Linked DNA regions of Gasterosteus aculeatus: region 1 is linked to region 2. The links are chromatin contacts, called in public Hi-C maps. All regions are on one chromosome and are shown on one strand. Each heading gives the region's core, a stretch centred on a gene start, on an enhancer-like site or on the middle of the called end of the contact. The rest is flanking DNA. Distances are from core to core; before and after follow the strand shown.

Region 1 (2,876 bases), core at 298-2,797, 66 kb after region 2:
AACCTTTTGAAAAGTTATATCCTCTTTAGTGACGCGAATCAACGGAAGAAATACAATGTAGTTTGTGTTTCTTGAACGCCGGCTCCATCTGCTGGTTATAATCTCAACTCTATTTTCACAATGTGCTGCTTGGGCAATGTAAATTAAATCATGGAATCATAACAAAAGTTGGTCTGACAGTTAGCGCTTCATGGGAGTGATACTCGATCTGTTATTATAATTGTCTGAAGGTTTTCTGGGAGCAGTGTAAAGTTTCCCACAAACCCTCCGCAGAGGTCAGAAGTGCTTCTCTGTGACGTCCTTTGAACGTCGACACAACTTTACTGTAATTTATATGTATTAATCCTGCTGATGAAGCGGGATAGCTCAAAGTTAAACAGGGATTCCCTGGTTCTTTTACCACAGTTGAACTGCATTGACTGTTGTCCTGGCAACCTTATGTCACAGAGTTACAATGCCTCTCTGTCTCAGCTCAGCTCATCGGTTCCATTAATTACATTACATCTGCAGGGACTCAATGAATAGAAGAACCTGTGGTCTCCTCCTCTGAGGAAAATTGAAAGAAATGTACATTATATTATATCATTTAGAAGTAGTGGCATCAAGTCTGTAAAGAGAGAGGACATTTTGGATGAAACGATTGAGGAGCACAGATCAGTTTTAGAGTTTTTCATCCTGGAGTTTAGGTCTAAGGAGCCTTATGGAGCCTCATACTATACTGCTACAGGATGTGGTGAGTGTTTATGTCGGTATTTAGTTGTTCTTCATGTTACCTGGTGGGGAAAGAGGCCCAGACAGTTTTACTGGAATGCCTAAAAGCAGGCAGCTGTCTTGTTAAATGCTCTTGAGAGATTTAGTTTTGACATATGGCAGAAAAGTGTCTTCGACTAAAGGACGACACAAATCAGTTTAATGTGCTGCTCTTCCAATTGAGCAGTTGAGTCATAATAATTTACATTTCTCATCTTACACATGCTTTCTTATTGTTGAAAGAGAGCAGAGGGCATTCGTATACTTTGTAAAAGCATCTCACACATTTTCCTACTGTCCCACAATCCTTTAAATTCACATGGTTTTGGTGGATTTGATGCACAAAAAAGGTTTACCAAAGGCTGAACTTGTGGTCCATGGGAGGAGGAATATTTTTTAATTCAGAGACGCCACAGTTATGCAGCGAGCTGGGCTGTGGCTTCCTTCTTTGGGCGGATCCTCCCCCTCGTCTGGAAGCTGTTGAGTTTTCTTCCAGATGTGGCCGTGTGCTTTTTCTAATTATACAATGTTACAGGCAGAGCATAACAGAAATAAAGGTTTGAAAAACAACACAAACAAGAGATAAAGGGGTGGAAGTGTTGGGTACTAACTTCAATTAGGACTTTTCTTACTTTTGGACGTGCAAAACTATTTATCTATTTATTGCAATAGTTTACGTTATTGCAATAATTGCGTAATGACGAGGATGTTCTCCTATTAAAAAAACATTTTTAAAAAGTGGTTTGACACATATATTCATATTGAAATAATCAGGATAACACAATGGGCTTATAATGAAGACGAGGTGTTTAATTGGAAGGATTCCCAGACATCTTGCACATGTTCTCAAAAAGAAATCAAAAAGCTGCGTACACGCAGGCTCATTCGTCTGTTTGCCTCTCACATTCACACTTTACAAAATGACAGTTGTTTAAAAGCAGGTTTCTTTGACTTGGTCGCCCTCAACGGGGAACAGATTGCACAGCTGTGCGACTCACGCGCACACACACTGCAAACACACAAGCAAGAGACGAGAGGGGAAGAGCCCTTAATGAAGGATAGCGGACAGCTCCTTTGCTCTGGTGAACTATTGGGTGCTGCTTTGGCAGCGAGATGCTCCTGCTGTGTCCTTTGTATGTACAAGTGGATCAAACAAAAGCTTATTGAGGAATCTCTGGGAAGCCCGAGCTGTTGGAAAGGAATGTCCTTTTCTCTTGGAGTCCTAATTAGTCACCGGAGGGCCCGTTGAGGTGGAGGGGGGCTCCTGGACACGGCGGGCGGACAGGATCTCTCACTCACTCCTCACTGGCCTCAATAAAATCTATTAGCTGAACACAGAGCGGCCAGAGGCTGCTCATTGCTGCTGATGTGATACTGATGAATCAAACTCATTGGCTGCTTTTGGCCTTTTCATGGTCACACGGGCCCGATCCTTATTCCGTGTCCTGGGAATGGCTACATACTTAAATGCAGTAATCAAGTAGTTTGAGAGATCCAGACGTAAAAGGCGGTAGTTACTATTAACTATATAAAAGAAAGAAAGTGTGCGTGTGTTTCCGTCTATAAGAAGGAGGAGTTTTCTCGCTGCGCTCCTGCGCCAAACGGGTGTTGCGTAAGTATTACGCTGCGCCTCATCCTGATGTGGAGTCACCAGAAAGTTTACCCGCTGTGCGCCTGTGGAAAGGTGGCGGGACACCGACGAGCTGCCTTTCCGACGTTGACCTTCTTGAAAACTGACCTTCAACACTGCCAGGATCTTTGTTGCTTATAGTTCAAGGGGAAGATAGATGGTTCGCACGAGGCGTTTGGAAATGGGACTTTGCCGTTAGAACCGCGAAAGAAGCCAGACGGGCGGCCATGGGCAGCGGCACGAGCCGGGGGAAGAGGGTGACACCCGCGTGTGTCAGCGAGGTGAACGTGACCAAAACCACGGTGGGCGTCACTCCCTCCGTACAGGAACGCCGTTCGTTCAAGCCCCTCGAAGTCGGTGCGATTCTGCGCAACGCGCGCAACCGCGCGCAGCCGGACCGCCACAGCGATGGACACGACTCGGACTTCTCTGGGGAGGACGACGGAGGGATGGACACCTTCCTCACGGACCGCGAGGATCGAGAGAGATCCGCCGT
Region 2 (2,783 bases), core at 60-2,559:
ACGTGGAATATAGTAAACGTTGAACCTGCTAAACACCAATGTGTTATCATTATGCGCATGTGTGCTTTGGTGCATTTGGTTTTCTAGAAAAAGAGCAACCGTTAAAATGTGAATAAAAAAATCACTTTACAGTCCTACGGCAAGGAGTAAAATGTGTTCCTTTCCTGACAGTTACAGCACACCAGGTTGTTTCACAGTGCTTGATTAAAATGCATTTAATATTTCAGATGTGGCCAGCCAAAGTGATTTATTATTATTATTAAAGAAACTGAATGCTTTCCTGTGTGTGATTTGTGAGAGAATTCATGGGCATGTTTGAGCATGAGAAATGCACGAGATCGTACCACGCTGAGACTGGAAAACATTCTTTCATAAACAATGTTAAAAATACCTCAGAGTCTTGCTTGCTCATTCACACTCCAAGAAACATTCTTAGTTTTACAGAAATACATTTACAAGCCAAGTTTATTGTATCTGTCTGAGTATGACATACAACCCTCATAAGTAACTGACTATACAACTGTAAACACTTTTGATACTTTTGTCTGCAGGTGTAATTTTCTGTGTATTTTAACTTAAGATAAACCCATATTCCATTGGTCTAAACAAACTAATGCCCGCATTGAGGGGATGCTTTTCAGATGATGTAATACTCCAATTGATCCGCCAGGTGGAGCCACAGACAGTGTTTTCAAATGCAAGGCCGAGGCAGATCGTTCAATGCTGGAGGACAATACTCCTCCTTGCACCATATAAATACAAACAGGTGGAATAAGCTCAAACATGATTCAGATATTGGAGAAACAATTAGCAATATTTATTTCCAACTAACACAATGTCTGATCACAAACAGCAACTAACACAATGTTTGGTGACAAACCGTTAGTGAAACACATTATTTATGTTTTTTGGGCTCCTTTCTCGTACTGTCTGTGGGAATATTCCTGTATTCACCTTCTGTCTGAAATGTTCCGTTTCCGTTTTGAATCAAACTACACACGTGAAAAAGAGGAAGGTGCAATTAACACAAACACTGATTTAAGGAATCTTTCGAAAGGGAAATAAGTAATTCAAAGGAAGACCATTTAGAGAAAAAAATATTTACATTTTATTATTATTATTTGATGTCTTAAAAGAATGGGATTCGAAATAAACACTCTCTCATTCAATGATGTGTATCAAATGGTGAACAACTATCTTTCATTGACCAACCCCAGAGAAAGCTCTTGAAACGCACACTTTCACACCTCCTTGAGTCACACAGCCTCCAGCTGTGCAATACTCAGACAATACAGCGGAGCTCCTTTCACCTGCTCTGCTCTCATCGCTTTGATGTATTCGTCCCAGCTGTTCCTCGAGCTGTGCCATCCTACACTGGTGATCACAGTAATTGTGAAATAGAACAGACCGTAATTGCCTCCTGTGGGACATTGCCACCAGTAAGTGCCCCGCGTAATGGCTTTGGAACAAACAGGCAGAGCCCAGATAAACGTATACCTACCCACAAAAGCACTGAAGCATTGGCTGTTAAGACAAAATCAGAACAAATAACTTGTTTTTCTGCACTAAGGGGTGTGGGGTGGGGGGGTGTATCAGCTCAAAAAAAAACATCTATACAGTCCTTGAGGAGAACAAATGTCAAGATGTTCCTAAGAGAACACATTGTAACGGGAAAGACACGGCGAAGGCAGACGCCTGCTGTGCCTTCCTCACAATCGTTGGAAGCACACAGCTTTTGATTTTCCCAACCGTCACAACCTTCTCTGCGCTGTTGGCTGCTTGGACCGGTGTTGTTGTGGGCTTCGTCTCAATCTGATTTAAACTAACGCAGCTGCCTAAAGGTTTGTGCAATACCTGGTTTACCGTCCCTGATGTCCAGACTCATCTATCCAGGGAAATCAATGGTTTCAGAGTTGGAAATTCTCTTTGGCTCCGTATTTGAGCTCAAATCACTACTTTCTCAGCCATGTATTATGATGACATGGCTTTCCTTGTATAATGTCCTGTTTTCTCTTTTCAGGCCGTATCACCATTGTCCCAACAATTTTCATTAAAATAGTGTTGCAAAGGCAGCACATTATGAGAATCACGCTGACCTTGAAGAGGCCTCGCTGCAGGCGTTTTGTGCTGCCATCATAGGAAAAACACAGGTGATACTGACACCAGTAACAGAGGCTCAGATGTGATGGAAGTTTCCCAGTGAGCCTTGACAGCGAGCCGGCAGGAACAACACCGGGGCCCCAAAAATAAAGAAGTAAAACGGAATTCTGCCGTTAATTATACATGTGCTTCTCCTGCTGTGACATATGAAAATGTCCTGTGTAAAAAGAGAGGCCCATCCTGTCCAAACAGGCCTTTTATTAGTCTGCTTAGAAGCAGTTGAGACACACACACACACACACACAGAAGTGAGTGTTGGTCTGACGAGTCTCTCACTGCCTCAAAAACTCGGTCATCAACCTGTAACAACAGCTGTGCGTCCCCATGTGGACCAACACGTCAATTAAACCTGCTGTATTCATGCACCTTGAAACACGCTAACTGTGAGAAAACGCGAGCTAATTCTAGTAATCTGGTGATGATGATAATTTCTCATATTATTGAGGTGTAAATGATCATCTAAAAGGCTGAAATCTATTTAAAACCTCCTGTCAAGTGCTGTTGTATCACAGTGGTTTTGTAAGAGAATCGCTGAACAAAGTATCTCATGTTTAATTCATGTGTGGTGTTGGGAGTTGGGAGAAATGGATGCATAGCACTAGTCTGGTTGATGCTTCTCTGGG

Evidence for each region. Hi-C and Micro-C count contacts between places; a contact is called where the count stands out from the background.
Region 1: a contact with region 2 is called in a Hi-C map of whole body, with 5 times the contacts expected there. The contact joins the promoter of LOC120833384 here to the enhancer-like site in region 2. A contact is called at or near these places in 3 of 6 Hi-C or Micro-C datasets (liver, skeletal muscle and whole body).

What each region holds. Positions count from the first base shown.
Region 1 is chr15:10,899,275-10,902,150 of fGasAcu3.hap1.1, forward strand. LOC120833384 reads left to right here and starts at 1,548. Exons shown (of 2, transcript XM_040200449.2): 1 at 1,548-2,876. The coding sequence starts at 2,608.
Region 2 is chr15:10,833,807-10,836,589 of fGasAcu3.hap1.1, forward strand. The region is part of intron 1 of LOC120833385; the gene reads right to left. Among protein-coding and RNA genes, the nearest start is that of LOC120833218, 13 kb to the left of the region's middle. Within about 2 kb of position 1,310, at least 1 of the 9 cell types and tissues checked has open chromatin away from gene starts, as enhancers often do.